Linked DNA regions of Mus musculus: region 2 is linked to region 1. Evidence: chromatin contacts called from public Hi-C data. All regions are on one chromosome and are shown on one strand. Each heading gives the region's core, a stretch centred on a gene start, on an enhancer-like site or on the middle of the called end of the contact. The rest is flanking DNA. Distances are from core to core; before and after follow the strand shown. Region 1 overlaps Gm1667 (a long non-coding RNA gene). Region 2 has its middle 36 kb from the start of Klhdc7a.

The links. A called contact is a pair of places that touch in the nucleus more often than the background predicts.
Region 2: a contact with region 1 is called in a Hi-C map of cerebral cortex, with 1.8 times the contacts expected there. The contact joins two enhancer-like sites. A contact is called at or near these places in 3 of 39 promoter capture datasets (hippocampal neurons and liver), 8 of 484 Hi-C or Micro-C datasets (CD4 T cells, Sertoli cells, cerebral cortex and 4 more) and 1 of 115 datasets of contacts at active chromatin or transcription factors (neural progenitor cells).

Annotation. Positions count from the first base shown.
Region 1 is chr4:139,923,597-139,927,723 of GRCm38.p6, forward strand. The region is part of intron 3 of Gm1667 (a long non-coding RNA gene); the gene reads left to right. 4933427I22Rik (RIKEN cDNA 4933427I22 gene) reads right to left here. Exons shown (of 3, transcript NR_045159.1): 3 at 2,515-3,624. Among named protein-coding and RNA genes, the nearest start is that of Gm1667, 15 kb to the left of the region's middle. Within about 2 kb of position 2,420, at least 58 of the 459 cell types and tissues checked have an H3K27ac peak or open chromatin away from gene starts, as enhancers often do. A contact at or near this core is called in cerebral cortex, where this site is marked.
Region 2 is chr4:140,001,963-140,006,089 of GRCm38.p6, forward strand. No RefSeq gene overlaps it. Among named protein-coding and RNA genes, the nearest start is that of Klhdc7a, 36 kb to the left of the region's middle. Within about 2 kb of position 2,444, at least 65 of the 459 cell types and tissues checked have an H3K27ac peak or open chromatin away from gene starts, as enhancers often do. A contact at or near this core is called in cerebral cortex, where this site is marked.

The DNA of each region.
Region 1 (4,127 bases), core at 1,170-3,669:
GTTCCCAGGATGGAGTCTGACCGTGGAAACCAGGCAGAAACCCTACCGGGTCAGGAGGCCTTACCCTCTTTGGTTTGGCGTCATCATATTTTTAAATACAATTTAATTTTTACTTTTTAGAAGTACTGGCTGGACATTGTGAGTGGGTAGGTGTGTGTGAGTGTGTAGGTGTGTGAATGTGTAGGTGTATTGTGAGAGTGTGTAGGTGTGTGTGAGTGTGTAGGTGTGTGTCTTTGTGTGTGTAGGTGTGTGTGAGTGTGTAGGTGTGAGTGAGTGTGTGAGTTTGTAGGTGTGTGTGTGAGTGTGTAGGTGTGTGTCTTTGTGTGTGTAGGTGTGTGTGAGTGTGTAGGTGTGAGTGAGTGTGTGAGTTTGTAGGTGTGTGTGTGAGTGTGTAGGTGTGTTTATGTGTAGGTGTGTGTGAATGTATAGGTGTGTGTGTGTAGGTGTGTGTCTGTGTATGTGTAGGTATGTGTAGCTATGCGTGAATGTGTAGGTGTGTATCTGTATGTGTGTAGGTGTGTGTGGGGGTGTCTGGGTGAGTATGTAGGTGTGTGTGTGTGAAAGTATAGGTGTGTGAGTGTGTAGGTGTGTGTGTGTGTGTATGTGTACACCATTATGCAAGTGCTGGGGATGGAACTCAGGTCCTCATGTCTGTACAGAAGGCACGCTGCCATCCGAGCCATGTCTCCAGCTCCCGCAATTTGTTGGTATTTTATCTGGAATACTGGGACCCACGTAGAAGTATGAGCTTAAATTAAATCAGCATCTTTCACTGGCCTTGTCTAGTTTGGGTGTCCAAGTTAACACAGTCTCAACACAGAATGAAACAGCCTGGAGCTGGTTCTGTCGGTGAAGTACTTCCCTTGCAACTAGGAGGCTCTGAGTTCCCATCTTCAGGACATGCACAAAAGCTGCGCCCTACAGTGCATGCCTATAGTCCTGGTGCTGGGGATACTGAGGCAGGGGCTTGCTGGTCAGCCAGCAGAGTCAGATTCTCAAGCTTCAAGTCCCTCGTCCTAAAAAATAGGGTGAACAAGTCAGGAAAGACATTTGATATCTATATTTGGCCTCCTTGAATGTTCACACACACACACACACACCCCTGCACACATACCAGTCTACAAACAGGAACACACAGAGACAAACAGACACACACACACAAGCACATTCAAATGCACACACTCACATGCACATACACACACACACACACACACACACGCATGCACATAAGCACGAACAAACACAGACACTTACAGAGACATACACAGACATGCACACAGTCACACTCACATATGTACACACATGAACGCACTCAGACACACATGCACACTCATGCACACGTGTGTGGGCACGCATATACACACACCATTTGTTCACTGTCCCCTTCCCCAAACAAAAGAAAGCTCCAAGTTTAGCAGCCACTGTGCTGGGGCTCTGATGAGAAAGAGGACAGACACACCTTGAATGGAGGAGGTAGAAGCGGCCAAGGAGACTCTGGACTTCCCCCAAGGCTGGGATAAAGATGCTGTTGTGCAATGCCAAACAGGGACTCAGAACTTCAAGACCTTGAGTTACCTCAGCAAGGAGGCAGACCTGTGACAGGGAAGGACAGCAATCCTGCTCTCTATGACCTGGGCCTGTCCTGGGAACGATGCAGCCCTCCTTACTTGGCAGGAGGATGTGGGCTTGGATGAGGTTCATAGCCACCCCTGTGGGCTGGGCTGTTCAGACCCGGAAACCCTGTCTTAAGCTTTGGAAGTAAACGGGAGATCTCCATAGCAGAGACTATTTCATGCCTGTGGTGTTTTGACTGGCCTGGATATCAGTGTACCGCGTGCGTGCAGTACCTCTAGAGGCCAGAGGAGGGCGTTGGATCCCCGGGAACTGGAGTTACAGATGGTTGTGAGCTGCGCTGTGGGTGCTGGAAACTGAACCGGAGTCGGGTACAAGAGCAGCCAGGGCACTTAACCACCGAGTCATCTCTCTGGCTCTAGTTTTGAGACAGGGTCTTTCCGCTCAACCTGGAACTCACTGGTTTAGTCAGGCAGGCTGCTCATTATGCCCCAAGGATTCTCCTATCTTAGTCTCCCCAGAGCTGGGATTCGGAGTTTGCGTTGTCACACCCGCCCTGCCTTTTACTTTTACAGAGCTGGGGCTCGGAACTCAACTCAGCTGGCGCCTGTAGGAAGCACTCCCTGCACGGAGCTGTCTCCCATCCTCCCACAGTACTGTCTCCTGCTGTTTTCTTTGCTTCTTTTCTATTTATTTGTGCCCCTTTGTAGCCCAGGAACTCCAGCAGGAAGCACGCCCAGCTTCCTTCATCTCAGCGGCAGCTTTAAACAGCCCCCGCCCCCACCCACCCAACAAGCGCACTCCGTAAGCCCCCGGTGGAGCTGAACAGACAAACGTCCTCTCAGTGAGCTCAAAGCCGGTTTCTGACTGAGGCTTTCAAGAAAAGAACCGCTCAGATGTGGAGAGATTAGCGGCGAGGAGGATGCGGCGCGCTCTCTTGTTCAACATTTATTCCAACCTCCTTCACGCGTGCCTTTTTATACCAAGAAGCCAGGAAAAGAAAACCAATTTCCCTATAACCCTCTTGCAAGGAAGACTTTCAGATGCGATTCAGTCTTCCCCAACCAGAGTCACACGAACAGGACTGGGCTTGGAAAGAGTTTAAATAGGAAGAGAAATGGGGTGCGCGCTTCTCTTTTTACTGGCTTGGTATGCTTAAGGAGCTTCCCAATTTGTTGGTTTCCTTGGTAACGGTGGAGGGGACCCAGAAGGATTCTGGGGACTGGAGGTTTTCCCTAAGGCTCAGCTCACAGCCTGCTTCTCCCGTCTCGAAGGTTTGAGGGCTGCTAATGCTCCTTTGCTAGGCAAAACTCCTTCTGTTTAAACTACGGAGGCGGAGGCGCCTTCCATTCTCTCCGATGCAATCTCAGAAGGTTTTTAGAGATGGGGATGCCTGTATTTGGTTATCGATCTGATTCAGAGCCAGCCATCGAGGGCAGTGTCTCGGAGTTGGAGTGCTTGCCTCTTATGCACAAGGCCCTGGAGTCCAACCGCGGGAAAACAGGGAAAATCCACGCAGTGCATTCAACGGAAGGGAGAACCCTACTGCAAAGAGACTAGGACTTAGAGTCAGGTGACCACTACCAAGGGCTTGATGACCATCAAAGCAAGGGTGAGGAGTATGGGGCTGGGGAGATGGTTCAGGAGACAAAGTGATTGACATGTAAGCCTGACAGCTGGAGTTCAGACCCCCAAAGCCCACGGTAGATGCAACCGTGCAGACATATGTAATCCCTACTGGGGAACCGGAATCAGACACAGGGCAATCCTCAGTAGCCTAGCACACACACCGGCAGAGAGACGGTCTCAAACAAGGTGAAGAGGTGAGAGTTGACACCCTGTCCTCTGACCCCAACATACATGCTGGCTTTGCTGATGACATCACACTCTGCCTGGGCACAGAAGGGGCGTGTCCTGAGCCCTTGTCTGCTAAACTCCTTTTCACCATAATGGCCTACAGAGAAGTGGAGCTCTTCACAATGACCTGGCCCGGAGCTCTGAATGGCCCAAGATGCAGAGACAGGTGACCCCTGGCCACGTCCGTCCTCACACCTATAGAAAGAAGCACACACAGATTCATAAGTTGGAGGAGGGAGGGACATGGCCCACAGTTCTTTGTGATGGATAACTCAGGCCTCATCAGAGATCCAGGGGGCATCTGAAGCTGCCTTAGACTAAGCCCTTGTCTGCTCTCCACAGGCAGCACTGAAAATCGGTTGTGCTCTTTGACCCTGAAGGCTGCCTAACCATAGTGCAGCTGGCCTCCCAGGTCCCACAGGCCTCTTTTATTTTTCATTAATTAATTAATTAATTAATTAATTAATTAATTAATTCACTTTACATCCTGATCACAGCACCCTCTTCCCAGCCCCCCCCCACACACAGCCCCTCCCTCCACTCCTCCTTCCCCTTCTCTGAGAAGGGGGAAGTGCCCCTGGGTATCACCCCACCCTGGCACATCAAGTCACTGCAGGACTAGGAGCATCCTCTCCCACTGAGGCCAGACAAGGTGGCTCAGTTAGGGGAATGGAATCCACGGGCAGGCAACAGATTCA
Region 2 (4,127 bases), core at 1,194-3,693, 78 kb after region 1:
CTCATGGAAGTCCCTTGAGGGACCTGCTGCTATGTGCCAGAGGGTAACCCCTGCCCGGGGAGCCAGTCAGGCAGGGCGTGAATGGACAAGGAGAGACAGAGCCTCCATTTGAGGTCCTGACCCTGCCTGTACCTGGCTCTGGTGGAGGACGGGATGGGTGGTGGGGTCCTGGTCTTCTGGGATTCATTCGGGCTCAAGGTGATTGAGCCTCTCAGAAGCAATACAGGGGCAAAGGAAGGTGACGCCTTTAATGCAGAGAGAAGCATCGAGTTCCAGCCAACCAGCGACATTTGCATTTAAATGGAGGTCTGCAAGTCTGTAAATCTGCATTTCCCAACCGCAGAGCCCTAATGGTTGTTTAATCACGTTTAGATGAACCCCCTGGAGCACTGGGGGTAGGCGCAGCACCGTCTTAGCTCTGTTACAGAGGCTGAGATCAGGCACTCCTTCCTCCTATCTCCTGTCCCGGACAGGCTGCTCACTCTAGAGAAGCGACCGGCCCCTGTCCATGCCAGGATTAACTCAGAACTGGCAGAAGTAGGATTGGCCCCAAAGTCCCCGCAGCCTCCACAGTAATGAGGATGGTGACAAGATTTGAAGAAATGGGCAGCCGGAGCTCTGAGCAGGGCCTGCACGTGCTCCGAGCTTGATGGTTTCTCGTTCTACCTCGGACTGTAGTGCCCACTGAGGCTGAGCAAGCCGGTGGCGTGGACACCGTCCAGGCTTTAGGGTGGCATGTGGGGGTGGCGGCTGATGAACGGGTTCCTCACCGGAGTCACCTATCCTGTGAGACAGACCTCTGAACCCCTGTTCCTCAGGACGTTGGCTTCTGCGAGGTGTTCGCTCTCCCTCAGCTTCCTCATCCACGAAAGGTTCCTGTCCCCTTGTCTTAGATGCTGGCCTTCTAAAGAGCACCAGCTCTGTCTTATCCCTCGCCTGGGGCCTGGCAGGTAATAAGTGCTTAATGAGCACTTGGATCTGTTGTTACTTAGACACGTGCAATAGTACCAGGGACCCTGTAGCTTATCGGTGTTCTTTAGCTCAAAGGCACAGTCACTGGCATCAGGCAGGCCTGGGTCTTAATCTCAGCCTTACCGAGGAACTCATACCAAGTTAGATCCTCACACATGAGGGCTTGTTGAGTCTGGGCCCACAGGATCTGGGCAGACAATTACTCTTGTCTCTGCCTTCAGCACTTTCAATCAGGACAGGGTAGATGGGGGGGGGGGTATTGCCATTGCCGATGTAGCCCAGGATGTGTAAATGATCTTGAACCCCTGATCCCCTTGCCTCCACCTCCCTAGAGCTAGACTGACAGGCCTGTACCCCATCCCTGGTTTATGCTGTGTCAGGGATTGAACCCAGGACTTTGTGCATGTTAGGTGGGCACTCTACCAACTGAGCCACAGCCCGGTGCAATGCTGGTTCAAGTAAAAATGCACGAGAGAACTGGTCAACCAGCTCTCAGCACCACCTTGTGCCTTTGGTCCAAATGACAGGGACTGTCACCAGGGTCACCCCTCATGTCCCATGACCCCTTCCCCAGATCGTGGTCCAGCCCTACCCTCCTCCTTGGCCTGACACAGCTGACTGGTAATGTGTTCTTTCTGAGCCGGGCCCCCACCACTTTCCCCATTGGAAAAAGCAATTAGATCGTGTTTACCAGAGTACGCGGCTGCAATCTGCCGTGCTGTCCTATCCTGTGCGCTGGCCCACTTCCTCCATGCTTTGCTTAGGTCTGATGGGAGATTTGCATACGAAGTAAAAATAGAAAAGCAAAGGGGGAAAGCAAGGGAGGGATCAGCGTGGGGCCAGAGAGCTCTGAGTACACCTGCATCAGTCTGGGGAAACTGAGGGTGGGTGCAGGCTCGTCCCAAACTCGGAGGCGTTCTTGTGTGATTTGATCTGTTGGGTGGGCAGTCAGGTCCCTACGAGAAGCCTGGCTAGCCTCTGCCCCGTAGGCTCAGGGTAGCTGGAGTTCTCCCCAGCGCCTTGCTCACTCTTCCCTGGCTCTTCCAGGGAACGACAGGGCAGAATCCAGTCCCTGCTCCGGATTCCCACTTAGGGCTCTGTTCCTGCCTCCCAGTTTCTCAGGATGGATCCGAGAAGCTCCAGGGAGCAAGGACGTGTTTCTGGATGTGCGCTGAGATAGTGTGGAGAGAGCCAGGGAAGAGAGAGAAGTCCTGGGCAGATGGGCACCTGGTCAGTGACTCTCCGCTGCCTTGTGGAAAGTGGGTCACCAATCCTCTCAGGACTCTGAGAGGGACTGCGTGGGAAAACACTTGGAGTTGTTAGCAGCACTCCCCCATTGGTCTAGCCAAGGCTATGCTATGAGGCAGTTTTGACCAATGAGACACCCGCTTCCCCATTGGCTCCTCCCACGGAGAGTGGGCAAGGCGATGAGACTTGATTAAGCCAATGAACATCAGCCCTCTGTGGCTCCTCCAATAGGCCCTCTGGGTGGGGCCCTGAAACTCGCTTAGGCCTATGGGACACCGGGCATACTGAGGTGTGACAAGTAAGAATCCGGTGTCGTGGACCATCCAGTCCACGAATTCACCCCATCCACGAATAGGGGAGCGGCCAGATTTCTGCAGCAAGGTGCCAGCAGTAGCAGACCCTCCCACCAGTGCCACGGGTGTGTTCAGCCACCAGCAATAGACATCCGATACCCCCAACAATTCCTAACTCTTGCCCCTGATCTTGGCTTCTCCGGTGCCGGCGCACCCATCTGTTTGTTTCCTAGTCCGGTGCAGGGAACTGTATATCCAAACAAAGCTCTCAGTTAGGGAGCCACCCTCTCCTAGGCAGGCACCCCTGTGTGGTGATGCGTCCAAGCTGCGCGTGGCTTCCCGCTGGAGAGTGGTCGGAGGACAGAGGCGTGAAGGTCCGAACAACAGGCTGAGTGGTGATAGCTAGCCAGCTTTGAGAATGAATGATCAAGACAGGTTTCCCTGAGAACTGTATGAGCTAAGAACTGAGCTCCAGATCTCAAACCAGCATCTCCTCATTTAGAACAGTGCCTGGGCACGAGTAAATATTTACTGACTGCATAAAGAAACCAAGTCTGAGCAGAAGGTGGGGGACGGGTGGAAATGAGCCAGAGAAAAAGGTGGAGGGACGCAGACAGGAAGAACAGATCAGAACAGGAGTGAGCAGTGGGAAAGAGTCCTGCAGGAGGGTTCAGTACAGCAGGGGGTGGAGCTTGGAAGATTGGGCGGGACCTAAGAGACCCCCTGTGGTGTCCCAGAGCTATGCAAATTGAGCAGGGAAAGAGGTCCAAGCAGAGGGAACAGGCTGGTGCGTTTGACCAGGATGAGAAGCAGGCTCCTGTAAGAATGTGGAATGGGAGACATTAAAACACATTCCCTCATTTATTTATGAGTGTGTACGCGAATTCCCACCTCAGGGCCTGGAGAGCACAGAGAGCATTTCTCAAGAGTCGAGAATCTGTTCCTTACGCTGTGGGTTCAGGCGATGGAACTCAAATCTTCAGGCATGCAAGGTCATCTACACACACACACACACACACACACACACACACACACACACACACACACACACACACACACACAATTTGGCAAACCTAGATGATCACCTTTCTGTCTTGCTGAGCCTCAATTGACCCACCTGTAAAATGGACTTGTTCCCTATGAGGTGGGTATGAGGTTCCAAACAGCGGTGAATTTTCCAGCACAGAAAGAGGTGGCCTGCCTTAGACTAGAGGGAGGTCCAGGAGGCAGCAGAGCCTCTCCTCTTTACCATCCTAAGGGGCAACCTGGTACTCTGGTGCTCTGTGTTCCCCACTTCATAGGTAAGGAAGTAGCTGTCACAGGCCTGGAGGATGGCCCCCCCTTTTTTTACCCATGGATTTTTAGCATCGTAAGAGGATGCAATCTTTTGTTTTATTTTTTAAAATTAAATCGGGGAAGTTTTTTTTTTGGGGGGGGGAATCTTTGAAATGTTCAGAGTGGTTACTTTCTTTTTAAATAAAAGGGAAGATCAAGGAAGCTCTTCCCATCCTTAGGTCACACTGGGACTGCTCGGTCCTAGTGTCATTTGAACGGGCTAACGTGGGCCCCGTATCTAGGGACGCGCTTTGTTGTGGGGAAAATCCCAGGGCTTGT